Regions from separate parts of the Zea mays genome. Here region 2 is linked to region 1. Evidence: chromatin contacts called from public Hi-C data. All regions are on one chromosome and are shown on one strand. The core of a region is the stretch at or near the end of the contact, and the rest is flanking DNA. Distances in the headings are between cores, read along the strand shown. Region 1 holds the start of LOC100382485. Region 2 holds the start of LOC606409 (protein disulfide isomerase).

Region 1 (6,829 bases), core at 1,964-4,463:
GGTGTCTGGACCTCACCTCCCACCGCATCATCATCTCTCGTCACATCATCTTCGACGAAGATGTGTTTCCCCTTGCTGGCTCCACCCCACCCACCGATCTTGACTCCCTCCTCGAGTCCGATCTGATTCCTCCCCCACCTCCGGCTCCCCGTCTTGCGCCGTTACCTGCTCCTCGTGCGGCCACTACGACCTCTTCCGCGCCACGCGCGGCCCCGTCGACCCCGCCTGCGCCACGCGCGGACCCGTCGACTCCGGCTCGCTTCGCCAACCCCGCACTCGTCTACCATCGCCGCGGCCACACCACTACCTCGGCGCCCCCCTACTCGGTCCCGTCGACGAGCGCGACCCGGTTCGCCGACCCCGCCGTCGTCTATCACTGCCGCGAGCCGGCCCCACCAGCCGCTCTCGACGTTCCGGCGGTTCGCTCCGAGTCGTCCGTTTACCACCCGGTCGCCATCCACCGCGACCCCGGGCACGTCCACCCGATGGTGACTCGGCGCGCTGCTGGCGTTCTCCGCCCCATCGACCGGCTAATCCTGGCAGCTGCTACGTCTAGCACTCCACCCGACGCTTCCCCGGTGCCCTCCTCCGTTCGCACTGCCCTCGCCGACCCACATTGGCGTCGTGCTATGGAGGAGGAGTACGCGGCCCTCTTGGCCAACCACACCTGGGACCTGGTGCCGCGTCCACCAGGCACCAACGTGGTCACCGGCAAGTGGCTATTTCGCCACAAGCTGACCTCGGACGGCTCCCTCGACCGCTACAAGGCCCGTTGGGTCCTTCGGGGCTTCACCCAGCGTCCTAGAGTGGACAACGACGAGACCTTCAGCCCTGTCGTCAAGTTCGCCACTGTTCGCACCGTCCTCTCCCTCGCCCTCTCCCGCGACTGGGCGATCCATCAGCTCGATGTCAAGAATGCCTTCCTCCATGACACTCTGACGGAGACTGTCTACTGCAGCCAGCCCACCGGCTTCGTCGACGCTGACCGTCCGGATCTGGTTTGCCGGCTGAATAGGTCCCTGTACGGCCTCAAGCAGGCGCCACGGGCTTGGTACAGTCGCTTCGCCTCCAACCTGGCCTCCATCGGCTTCGTCGAGGCCAAGTCGGACACGTCCCTGTTCATCTATCGGCGCGGCGACGACACCGTCTACCTCCTGCTCTACGTCGACGACATTGTGCTCACGGCATCCACCGACGACCTTCTACACCGCACGATCGTCGCCCTTCAGTGGGAGTTCGCGATGAAGGACCTGGGGCCCCTACACCACTTCCTCGGCATCACCGCCGAATGTCGGCCTCAGGGTCTCTTCCTCCACCAGCGCCAGTACGCCATCGACATCCTGGAGCGGGCTGGCATGTCTGACTGCAAGCCCTGCTCCACGCCTGTCGACACTCAGGCGAAGCTCTCTGAGGACGACGGACCTCCGGTCGCCGACGCGACGTCATACCAGAGCCTCACCGGCGCGCTCCAGTACCTCACGTTCTCCAGGCCCGACATCGCTTACGCCGTCCAGCAGGTGTGCCTGCATATGCACACTCCGCGGGAGCCCCATCTCACTGCGCTCAAGCGGATTCTGCGCTACCTCCGCGGCTCCCTCGACTACGGCCTCCTACTCCGCCCATCCCCGACGTCGGAGCTCGTGGTCTACACCGACGCTGACTGGGCTGACTGTCCCGACACGCGCCGGTCCACCTCCGGCTACGCCGTGTTCCTGGGCGCCAACCTCGTCTCTTGGGCCGTCAAGAGGCAGCCCGTCGTCTCTCGCTCCAGCGCTGAGGCCGAGTACCGTGCCGTGGCCAACGGTGTGGCAGAGGCCTCCTGGCTGCGCCAGCTCCTCCACGAGCTCCACAGTCCTCTTCAGCGCGCCACTCTCGTCTACTGCGACAACGTCAGTGCGGTCTACCTCTCCACCAACCCCGTGCAGCATCAGCGCACGAAGCACGTAGAGATCGACCTACACTTCGTCCGCGAGCGTGTCGCTGCCGGTGACGTTCGGGTTCTCAGCGTCCCCATCACGCTGCAGTTCGCCGACATCTTCACCAAGGGACTACCATCGAGTGTATTCTTAGACTTTCGATCCAGTCTCAACATCTGTACAGGATAGAGTTGTGACTGCGGGGGGTGTTAGACTACCCGTCTAGGATTCTAGAATTTCCCGTGTAATTACCGTCTCACCCCTCACTGTAATGGGTCTGGCCCAGTTACTAAGTCTATTAATACTACTCCCCATCCCTGGTTAGGGGCATGGGTTCGTATTCCAACAGAAATAAATAAGATGAGCCGAGTAAATTTGGTTCAGAAAGTCAAACAAATTATATAAATTAGGACTGAGTGAGTATACAATGACTCTCTATGCGCAACGAAGATTCTAGTTTTTCAAAGAGTAAATGGATCTCAACATTTGATTAAATATATAAAATAAAGTATTAAATGCTTAATAACTATCTTGAGATGAATTATGAAATGTATTTTTATGATAAACTTATTCAGAAATCAGACATATAAATATTCACAATATTTTCTATAAATCTAGTAAAAAAATATAGTCCAAACACACATTCTATTTGGGAACACAGACACCAGACAGGGAGCAGCAGGCAGATCAGATCCCTTGTTCCCAACTCCCAAGCAACACCGCATCTTCAGCAGAAAGCCATCAGAATGCAATTCCATGTGGGCTGTTGCTCTCCCTCCAAAAGACCAGAACCACTCAAACACTGCTGATCTACATGTTCATGGATTCCAGGCAGCCACCCTTTGCTTTCCAATCACCCCATCCCCATCCATATTGGACAGCAGTCACCCTTTTCCTCAAAATGTACTGGCAGTTTGGTCCAACCAGCAGCATCCTTTATTCACAGCTTCTGTTAGGTTGGCCAGACCCAAGAGCCTCCTGCATGCCCCTGAACTTGTGGGTGCACATATAAATCCTGCAGAACAAGTGAATCATTTGCAGCATGAGTGCCTGTCATTTCGCTGATCAACAGTGTGCATTAATCCAAGAACAGTGATTGCTCTGTCATCCATGTCTTCAAAGTTGGAACTCCATGACTGAAGCTACGTCTTCAATTCAACGGACAAGCCAATTCCAGGTAGGTAGATGAGGATGTTGCACCATCCATGGCAGCAGTACAGACCAAGTGTTCCACATATGTAGAATTACACACATATATAGAGAGATACTAAGGGGCTAAAGGAGTAGCGGTAGTAGAGACATACATCAACACCACACACACACACACACACATGCTCCTACACCTGAAACATTTGCAGGCTCGCATCAGGCATGGATGATGACTTCACTTTCCCCACTCTTCACGCAGGAGGCCAGCTCGTTCCATCAGCGTTCCCCCCGCACCAGCTCGGCCTCGGCGGCTCCCCCTCGCGGTGGTTCCTCGCCACCGTTGCTGGGGAGGAGGAAGAAGAGGAGGAGGAGGAGGAGGAGAAGATGGACATGCTGTGGGAGGACTTCAACGAGGAGCTCGCCAGCGTGCCGCCGCTGTGCCCGCTGAGCCCTGTGATCAACAAGGAACGGTTGGCGATGAGCTGGCTCGACCTCGACGACGACGACAAGATGGTCGTCGTCGATCTGGAGAAGCACTGCAAGGGCAAACATCCCCACCACCCACAGGACGGCAGGGTGGTCCGGCGCCGGAAGTGGAGCCTCATGCTGATGCTCAGGCTCCTCAAGAAGCTGTTCCTCGTCAACAAGTCCAGGAACCCGAGGACTGCGCCCATCTGATCTCATCTGATCTGATCGTTCCAAGAAATCAGTGGCGGATGAGATGAGTGACACAAAACATAGTAGTGTGTGTGTGTGTGTGATCGTACAATGCTCTATACAAGTTTTAAGTTCACTTGATGTTTCTCTGTCAGAGTTTACTTGATGTCCCTCTTCAAAGTTGCGTTTTTCTTGCTATCGATAACACTATCCTAACTACCTGTGTCTGAAACCGATACATTGTTTGTTGTTCTTTTGATGATCCAAGTGCAGCAGCATTGTTCATCAACAAGAGCATGCAGAACCAAATTCTGCATGGAAGAAGTCTGAAACGTTTGTCAGTTTGAACTGTTGGAACTTGATATGTATACTGGTCAACTCCAGTTACTGCCAGGAATTGGATGCCACATACACTGGATACCATCCTGAGCTCAACTCAGCCGTGGCGAAATGGCTCTGTCCGTACGATTCCTTGAGTGCAATGCCAATCAGCTGGCAACGAGATATGTGCCTTTGCCATCAAGAACCTACCGAAATGAAGGGGCCATTAACTGCAGAATGAGGCCAAAGCTTTTCTGGTGGTTGCACCAACACCATCTCCGTGGCGCAAAATGGGATGCCAATCCAAGTCCCCCAGCCTCATGAACAGAACAGCACGCTGAAAAAAATTGCAGCCGACAAGAGGCCGCGATCAGAGTACCATCTCTCTCTCTCTCTCAGCATTATTATTATTAGTGATCTACCTCATCTATCACTAATCTTAATCCGGCTCGCCTAACCACACCATGATCAACGAACAGTGTCACTGACACATCGCAACCAACAGGAAGCCGCGATCAGAGTAGAGAGTACCATATCTCCGGCCATTAGTGGTCTAAATGCCCTGCCTCATCCATCATTAATCTTAATCCGGCTTGCCTAATCGCCCCCACATGATCGATGAACAGCTGTAGGAGCAGTACAGTGTACACCTCTCTGCCCCTTAATTTTGTTGAAGTCGGTTCTCCGGGTGACAGTGACACTGACAGGGAGCTTCTTCCTCGTCCTTGGGAAGTACTGCTAGAATCCGCCGCACTGGCTTGTAAATGATTCTACATTTCTACGAGGAGACACCCTGACCAACTCTGGCAAAATTGGTGCTAGTACCTTTGCTGATTTCTTTACGTACCGTAAAAACGCTTGGTCGCCAAGAACAACCATAAGATGACTCTATTAACGGTAACATCAAAAGGCCATTCTCATGTTGTTAACCGGCAGACTGAATCATTGGGCAATGATTGGATTAGATCCCAGCTAACCAGCTTCATCAGATGCCACACGATCAGCTTAGCTGTTGCTCGTGTCTCACACTCGTACTTATCGCCAGTACGTACTGCAAAAGGGGGGGGGGGGGGGGGGGGGGGGTGATGAATTGAGTAGAAAGGAATTAAAGGGAGGCCTCATCAGCGGAGCTGAGCTGCCGAGCCTGACTGAGAGACCTCAGCGCGTGGTCTTGTTCTTGTGCCCATCTGCAGCGAGCCATCGACCAACAGAAAACAGAGTGAAGCAACACGAGTGAAGCAACACGGAGGTGGAGTGGAGGGCCAAGACAAGAGCATGCATTTGACATGGATGCAGCAACCGACATGGAGAGCAGGTTGGTCTCGACAGCAGCAACTGGTTGTGCATGTTTTGTGCCTGTCAGCTTCGCTGTTGTAACCAACAAAAAAAATCTTATTTCACATGAAAAAAATATTGCGCTGAAATCAAATCTCTATTATATAAATCACGGTTCCACGGTCGGCGAACGTCATCCTTGTCCTTCATAAGCGGTTCCAGCCATTTGATATTGGGTATTAAAAATTCAAAAGATTAAAGAAATTAGTGCTCTAACACTATTTTATGTAATACATTATTGACAAATTACTATAGACTACCTAAAACTTGAGTATTTAATGAATACCTATAAAACCCCATGGGCCCGCCTCTGTTCTTCCCATTTTATACGAAATAAAGTAACATTACGCATGAGTGGAGGTTGGAACTCTGGCTGTTGGCTCCACTGGCACCCACCTATTAAAATAAAATCTATTCATGTAATATATAGAAATCCTAGTAATATAGGGACATATTTCTAATAGAAACAGTGTTATTGCTGCTGTGCTATTTAGGATTCTAGGATGCCTGGGCTGCTATCTCACAGATGATACAAGAAAACACCAGCGATTGAGAAAAGCATGGCCTCACGATAGAAACAGTTTAGCAACAGTTGCCAGAAAGCAACCAAGCGATGGCTAGACAATTTCATTCATAAAGCAACCAGGTTTTCTTTTTGGTCGAGGCTTCTGTTTCACCCCAAGACCCAGATGTTCGCAACTACCGCTCCACCAGCCAAGGCAAAAGCGAAACTGATCAGATAAATCGCGACAGCTCTCCTGTTTTTGTACCCCTAAGTAAAGTTTCTGCCATAAACCGCAAGAAGAAGAAGAAAAAAAATCAATGGGGACAACAATAATGTTCATGTAGCGAATCATCACGCCGACGGCTGCAAGTTCACAGCGATATCAGTTAAGCAAACACACCAGTCACCAGGGTTCCAACTTCCAACCAAAATATGGGCACGATTAAAGCCAGCTAATTGGACTGCTGCAACTGTAATTTATAAACATTGTATAAACAGTAGAAACCGGTACGAATTAAATCTAAGCGAACATAGACTAATAGACTCCTCTGTTCATAGTCAGTTATTTATTCCGGGAAATTATTAGCATCTCTCTCTCTTGAACGAGCACCGAATTCCATTCCAGCATTGTGAATGACCAACCGGTCTTCTTGTTATTCTCTAGTAGCCGCAGATCGACAGGAAAGCCGCAAGCCTAGTCCTTGTTGCTGGCGCGCAGGAGCGGGGTAATTTCCGGGACGACCCTGTATATGTGCACCCGCATGTTGTCCTCCTCGAAGAGCTCGAAGACGCAGACGTCGGACTTCTCCAGGTTGTTCCCCAGAGCGAACCTACCCCAGCCGCCACCGAAGGAGCCGGCGGCGCGGTCGCCGTAGTAGACGTAGCTGACGTCCCACGGCTTCCCCATCGGGTCCCAGAGCGTCATCTTCTTGCTCGTGCGGGGGAG
Region 2 (6,829 bases), core at 1,970-4,469, 130 kb after region 1:
AGTAGAACGGAGCGGCCTCAACCAAACACTACCTTAAAAAGACATCACGCAGAAGGGGAAGTGAGAATCAAACCTGGAAGGCACCCTGGCTGGCTTCGATGTCACCAATAAGGAACTTGATTTCCTTGTCCTTGAATTCCTCCGCGGCAGCAGAGTAGGCAGACTTGAAAGAATCAAAAGGTCCGGTGGAGAAGTTCAAAAACAGCATAGCCTGCCAATCATTTGGTGTCACAGAACAGTGAAAATAGTCAGTGATGAATATTTTAAAACCATTTCGCAAGTGCAATGCTGTTTCCCAAGACGCCACTGTTTCCCAAGACGAGCTGGGTACGCCTGGACACACCTAGGTGACGCCTTTGAAACACTGCTGTAAACATCCTTTTCCAACCCACAAGAATTATAGCTTCATTAAAATATGGCTAGAACAAGTTGTTATGCAAAACCAAAAAGGTCAACGATGGCACTAGAAATATACTACTTCATAATTAAGAGACTCAAGACTCCAAATTGTCAAGCATTGCATTCAATACAGTTATGCTGCGTTCGGATGTATGCATTGAGCCTTGGAATTAGGAATGGGCATTGAAACCCCTGTATGCCAGCTGTTTGAATGTCCTAGAATACGGAACTAGAAATGGACTCCAATGCCAACCGGTATTCATCAGGCAATCGACCACATGCCCTCCATACCGAGCGATATTCACTGGAATCATGCATTCGTCCTCATCCCGTCTCCTCGCCTCTCTGTAAGCACCGCTATGTAATCGTGCATTCATCCTCATCCTGTCCCCTCGCCTCTCTGTCAGCACCGCCCTTCCCTCTCCTCCGCCGGCGAGTTGTGTGTCTTCTCCCCCTTCCTCCGCCGGCGTGCCACACGGCTGCTCCCCCGCCTCCCTCCACATGAGGGCCCCTCCGTGGTGAGCCTAGCACCCCTCTGCCAGCGGACACCAGCCTCCCCCCCCCCTCCGGTGCTACGGATCCGGGAGGGGCGCGTGGATCCAAGAGGGGCAACACTACTCTCCTATGTGCGGCAATAGCAGTGAGGGGTTGCCCGAGTAGTGGTCACTTATCAGCCAAGGTGGAAGAAGAGGACAAATACAGAAAATTGAAATGAGTCCCTTCCTAAGATTCCAAACTCCAATACAATGACACAGACATACAAACAATAGAATTGGATTTGCATTCCATTCAACACCATGGCTGATTTGGTATTGAATCCAATTCAATTACATGCCCTCCAACATCAACATCCAAACGAAGCATTATGGCACACTAAAGCAAGTTGGATGCAGGCATGGTAGCTTGTGATCAAATGAGTTGATATCCAGTAGTAACTGAAGTTATAAAAATGGCCATGTTAACCAACAAATGGCCAAGTTATTAAAAAATGACATGTTGTTTACCTTGGGGGCTGAGCTTTGGAAGAATTTCATGAGGTATGGGTGGTTGTCAGGGTTCTTGTCAAAAGTGACAACTCTAGGGATGGTGCTAGCATCAATAAACTTCATCAGTGCAGCGACATCAAAATCCTGCACAATGTAACAGCATTGTGTCACTAGTGACAAACTCACATGATATTTGCATAGATGGTAAGCATAATTACAAGTATGAAATAAATGGGCGCTCCAATAACTACAGCCAAAATGTAACAAAGAATGTGAGTAAAACCTTGCTGTCAACAACAAGCTCATCAAATGGCTTCAGCAGCCTGACCAATGGCCGTTCCACTGCTGCATCACCACGTGGGAGGTGGTTGGCATGCAAAGTGTGGCCAAAGTCGTAGTCAGACCTCAGCTTCTCTGCGACCTCCATGAAGTTTGTAAATTCGGTGCCGCTGAATTCAGCGAAGATACCAACCTGTAAAATTGCAATTATTATGTACAATCAGTTGGCCTGATCATCATAATACAGATTAAGTGATTACTGAATAAAAACAGGTGAAAACTTTGAATTGGAAGCTTACAATGTAGATCTTCTTGTCATCGATAAGGGCCGTCGCATCTTCTGGTGACTTGATCTCCTTGGACGCAGGGCCAACCTGCTTCTTCAAGTAATCCACAATGCCATCAGCCTCCCTAGGGCCCTTGTATTCCTGAATGTTCTTCCCCTGGTCCCTGAATATCTTGATGGTTGGGAACCCTTGGATCTCGTACTTGGTAGCAAGCGGCCTGTTCTTCTCCTCGTTAGCATCAACCTTAGCGAGAACAATCGGTGGGTCATGCTTGCTAAGTGCCTTGGCCGCATTCTCATACTGAAACATCAAAGAAAACACAGTTTAGCTTATGGGATTAAACCAATCAGAACACAACCCATGTGTAAGTAAAGGTAGTGATTACAGAGTAGGAGATCCATTACCTCTGGAGCAAGTTTCTTGCAGTGCCCACACCTGCAGGTTCGATTTGACAACATTAGCTATAACAATTTAACTAATAGAGATGATTTACCGATAGCAACAGTAATCACACAGAAGTAAGAGTGTAAGACAACAGTGAAGTTCAAACTTGTAAGTGTGTCCTAAAAGTAGTCACACAGAAGCAACAGCACATGAGTACAGTTAAGTGCGGACATGATTCTTAAACATGACAAAAAAAAGGCACCGCACAGACGTCAAATCAAGCACACCAACCGCAGAAAACGAACAAAACCCACGATTCATCACCCTTGAGCCATCGAGTAACCAGACCAAACAAGGAATCGACGAAAACAACAGCTAGCACTACTCGTCTAAAGTCTTGGCCTGGAACTTCGAGCTGCCGCGCGCGTGAGAGAACAGTAAACAAAAACAAATCCACGCGAAGAACAGCGACCAAATCAGTGCGAATTAGACACCAGACGCCGCGTAACAACATGAAAAAAAAACAACCCGAGCACAAGTCCAGCATCTGAAAAGAACGCCCACGCATCACTCCATACCCACAGCCTAATCCCCGATCCGAGATCTACCCGTACTGCTAGAAGAATCGGTCAAGCTGGGGGCTCACCAGGGGGCGTAGAACTCGACGACCATGAAGGGGTGCTTGGCGACGGCCTCGTCGAAGCTGTCGACGTCGAGGGTGAGCACGGCCTCGCCCTCCGCGGCGGCGGCGGGCTCCTCCTCCGCCCGGGCGGAGAGCGCGACGGCCAGCGCGAGCAACAGCGAGATCCAGGCCTTGGAGCGGATCGCCATGGCGGAGCAGCGGAGTGTGGCCCGGGTCAGATTTCGTCCGGAGGGGTGAGACACGAGGCAGCACGCTGCTGCCGGGGGATTTAAGGGCGGCGGGGCACGCGAGGAGTCCACAGTGAGGGACTGGACTGGGACTGGCGCCCCGGGTCCACCAGGGCCTGGGCTGCGGGTCCCCTCCGCCCGCGCAGGTCACGAGATATTTGCAGGCCACGTTTGCAGTTGGGTCCCTGTGGTTATCGCGAATAGCTTGAATAATCGCGTCATTAAGAGGCGCTAAAGACGGTGGGTAGGAAAAGACCGCGTTGCCTGTTTTTTTAGGATGTAATTGATAAAAGTTAAGGGGGCTAAACAGTGGGCGGTCGGTCCTAACTCCTAAACGCGCCGCCGGGTACACGGTGGCGGGCGGCCACGTACATGGGCGGGGCCTGGGCCAATCGCGGGACTCCACGTCACGGATGTGACATGCCCACGGCCTCTGATTAGCCGCGCGACGTGGGGGCGGGGGGTGTTTGGTTTACTTCGTATGAATGTTTAAATAATATATATATAATAGTATGTACTTATAAAACTAATTGTACAAACAAACGAGACAAATTTATTAAATATAATTAAATCTATATTGAATATTTGCAATTGATATTCAAATATTTGATGCGGTAGGACAGAGATGGCAATGTGTACGGGTATGATTAAATAATCATGGATCATTATCCATTGGATTGGGTATGGTGGAATTTTTTATCTACGGGTACGGTTATGGATATAATAAGGTATCCGCGGATATTTTTTCACGGGTATGGATATCCAGTATCCACACCTATTATCTGATGGATATCTAACATGTGGACCATCCAGATTTAATATATTATCCTAAATTATCATTTTTCAATTTTTATTCATGGCGTGTTGTTTGGTGTTGAAATTATCATTTCATACTGTTAGAATGATAATTTTTGGAATGTGATAAATTGTTGTTTGGTGTTGAATGCTAAAGTTGTAGTGGACGGAGGTAACTGGTATCTGCCGGATAGTGCATACCCGGCGGGTACGGGTATGAATACAGATCCATACCTACGAACGTTTATGGTTACAAATATGAGTTGGGTTTTGTTTCGTAGTTATGGATTCGCGAAGTATATATCCGTATACTACCCACTCGATTGTAATTTGTAGATATAGACCAGTTCAGTGAGAGTATCGTGGTGAACATCAACATCATATGTAGTATAGGGTCAAATTAAATACGGTGTTTTATACAAAGATGCGGTTCCTTGAATGGTTAACTTTTCAAGGTGGATATAGGGTGTGTTTGGTTTAGCTTTTGGCTTTGGCTTTTGCCCCCTAAAAGCCAAAAGCCAACCAAAGGGTTGGATTTAGGAAGCAGCTTTTTCTAAAAGCTGACTTTCTCGCAGTGCAAAACTGAAAGCACCCCTGGACCTGCTTTTAGTGGCTTTTGGATGAAACTGTGAAAACATATATCGAAGAACTTTTAACGACTTTTAGTGGTTTCCATCAAACAGTTTTTAGCTTTTTAACAACTCACAGCCTACAGCAGTTTTTTCCACAGCTCACAGCCCACAGCAACTTTTTTCACAGCCACAGCCCAACCAAACAGACCCATAGTACATTATCGGGTTGTTTTTTTTTTTACAAGAAGGTATATTGTCGTTGACTGTTCACGTGCGAGCATATACGGATCGATCACGATTCACAACTCGTGAATCACGAGACCTGATCCTGATGGCTGATGCAGCTTGTGTGTGACAGCTAATCATGCATAGACAGCGAGGTAGGTACAACTCTGAGCTCTTGATCGATTTTTTAAGTATAAAAAGCAGCTAAAAAACTATATAATATAACTTTGAGCCTCCAGATCATAAATATAATTCAGAAATTATAGAGTCATGTAGATACATGCTCTTCTATTTTTCTAGTTGAAGCTAGTCTCTTATATTTTTTCGGTTAACCTCTAAAACCAACCAAAAATCATATATTAAGATCTTGTTCAGTTATTTCCATTACACATGGATTAGATGAAATTGGAAAAAATTAAGAAATTTGACTTTCTTTGAATTTAAACCACCAAATCCATATGGATTGAGAGCGATCCGGACAAAATTAAATAGGGTTGTACATGTCCTAATAGACGATCCATCAATATCGTGTTAACCATTATTATACATAGTATATATAGACATATAGTCGCCAATCAACATCAAATCTCATCGAGCAGAAACTAAATAGTCCGAATAAAGTGTTCTTCTGTTCTTGGATTACCGAAATTCTTTACGCGCAGAAACACAGAGAAGCGAGCAGGGAAGTCACGGGGACTGGGAGCATAGTAACATTTCAATATGGGAGGTGAGATCCGATAGATTCTCAACTTCTATTCGGTGGCCGAAATGGAAGCGCATCAAGGGCGAGTCGAGATTCTCGTAAAGTGCGCGCTCAAATCCGGACAAAACTATGTACTAGTATTTGCTACATATTGTGCTGTAAAGAAAAGTGTCCCATGATTTTTTGTTGTCAGATTAGCAACGCACCAAAGGTTGACGCTGTACATTTTTGTTCGCTTACTAACGGTAATAAAGTAGCTAGGCGGTTTCTTTTTGTTGTTGTTCTGTAAATGACGACACCAGCCTCTCCCTCTCGTTTGCTCTACCACCAGAGAGAGAGAAAAAAGGCCAGCCATGCACAAACAAAGTACTAGCAGGCTTTGCTCATTCTTTGCATTTGGCTCTCCAGATTAGGTATTGCTCAATTCGACTGTGGATTCCAAAATGCATTTACACTCACTGGACAATGGTATTAACGTGATTGCCGTATTTTTCTTATTCTTTTTTAGTAGATTCGTATGCCATTTACACTTTTAGGACTCTCTTAGAACCCAGAAATTTAATAGGAATGTGTCGGTACCTTAAAACAGGGGTATCCTCTTCTATAGTGTGAAGACGCTACACCCGTACGACACCTCCAGGTCACACGGAGAGCGGCACCCGACCCCACCACATGGGCAAGCCTAAGGGCACTACGTGGCGAGGAAGGATAATACATCCCAGGAAGCACTATCGGGTCCGGACCTCCGCAGAGGAACACCGGACCCCTGTACGTACAGGTCCTAAACTCCCAAGAAGGCATGCCGAACCCCCCCGTGTCCCAGGCCCCCCGAGTGAGGTCCGGACCTTAGCAAGGTCCCGGGACGGAGAGGACCCCGACACAGGCAAGGGTCCGGTGCCGACACGTGCCCAGGCCTTGCCCTACACCCCGCTCAAGCGGAGACCCGCCGCAGCCGCGTGGCTTGTGGCGCGTGACATAAGCCAATGGGTCGAGCCTGACGCAAGGCCCATACGGCCGTGCATTCTTTGCATTTATTGCGGAAAGGATGTGCCGCCTGCCACCACGCTGACGGGCGACGCGCCCTCTCAACATTTAATGTGTCCTGTCCAATCCATCGGCAGACGGCGTCAGGGTCACTGAAAGGGAAATGTGCCCTTGGGCCATTTCTAAGTATTTTGGTGATTTAGTGTCCAACACAAGTACTTAAGTATTAAACTATGCCAAATGGTGGACAAAATGCAAATCAATGCAAAGGTATGATTCTAGACTTAGTACATTGGTTTTTGTGTACTAACATATTTGTCTAAGTGCTGGAATTAGAGAAAATTC

What was found. A called contact is a pair of places that touch in the nucleus more often than the background predicts.
Region 2: a Hi-C map of leaf shows a contact between it and region 1, with 3 times the contacts expected there. The contact joins the promoter of LOC606409 here to the promoter of LOC100382485 in region 1. A contact is called at or near these places in 2 of 25 Hi-C or Micro-C datasets (ear and leaf).

The regions. Positions count from the first base shown.
Region 1 is chr4:16,060,858-16,067,686 of Zm-B73-REFERENCE-NAM-5.0, forward strand. It overlaps LOC100382485, which reads left to right and starts at 3,214. Exons shown (of 1, transcript NM_001175224.1): 1 at 3,214-3,899. The coding sequence starts at 3,288. The coding sequence ends at 3,743. It overlaps LOC100192062 (B3 domain-containing protein REM16), which reads right to left. Exons shown (of 5, transcript NM_001137485.1): 5 at 6,434-6,829. The coding sequence ends at 6,578.
Region 2 is chr4:16,195,462-16,202,290 of Zm-B73-REFERENCE-NAM-5.0, forward strand. It overlaps LOC606409 (protein disulfide isomerase), which reads right to left and starts at 3,220. Exons shown (of 10, transcript NM_001112284.2): 1 at 2,982-3,220; 2 at 2,356-2,386; 3 at 1,964-2,251; 4 at 1,669-1,857; 5 at 1,404-1,529; 6 at 74-211. The coding sequence starts at 3,166.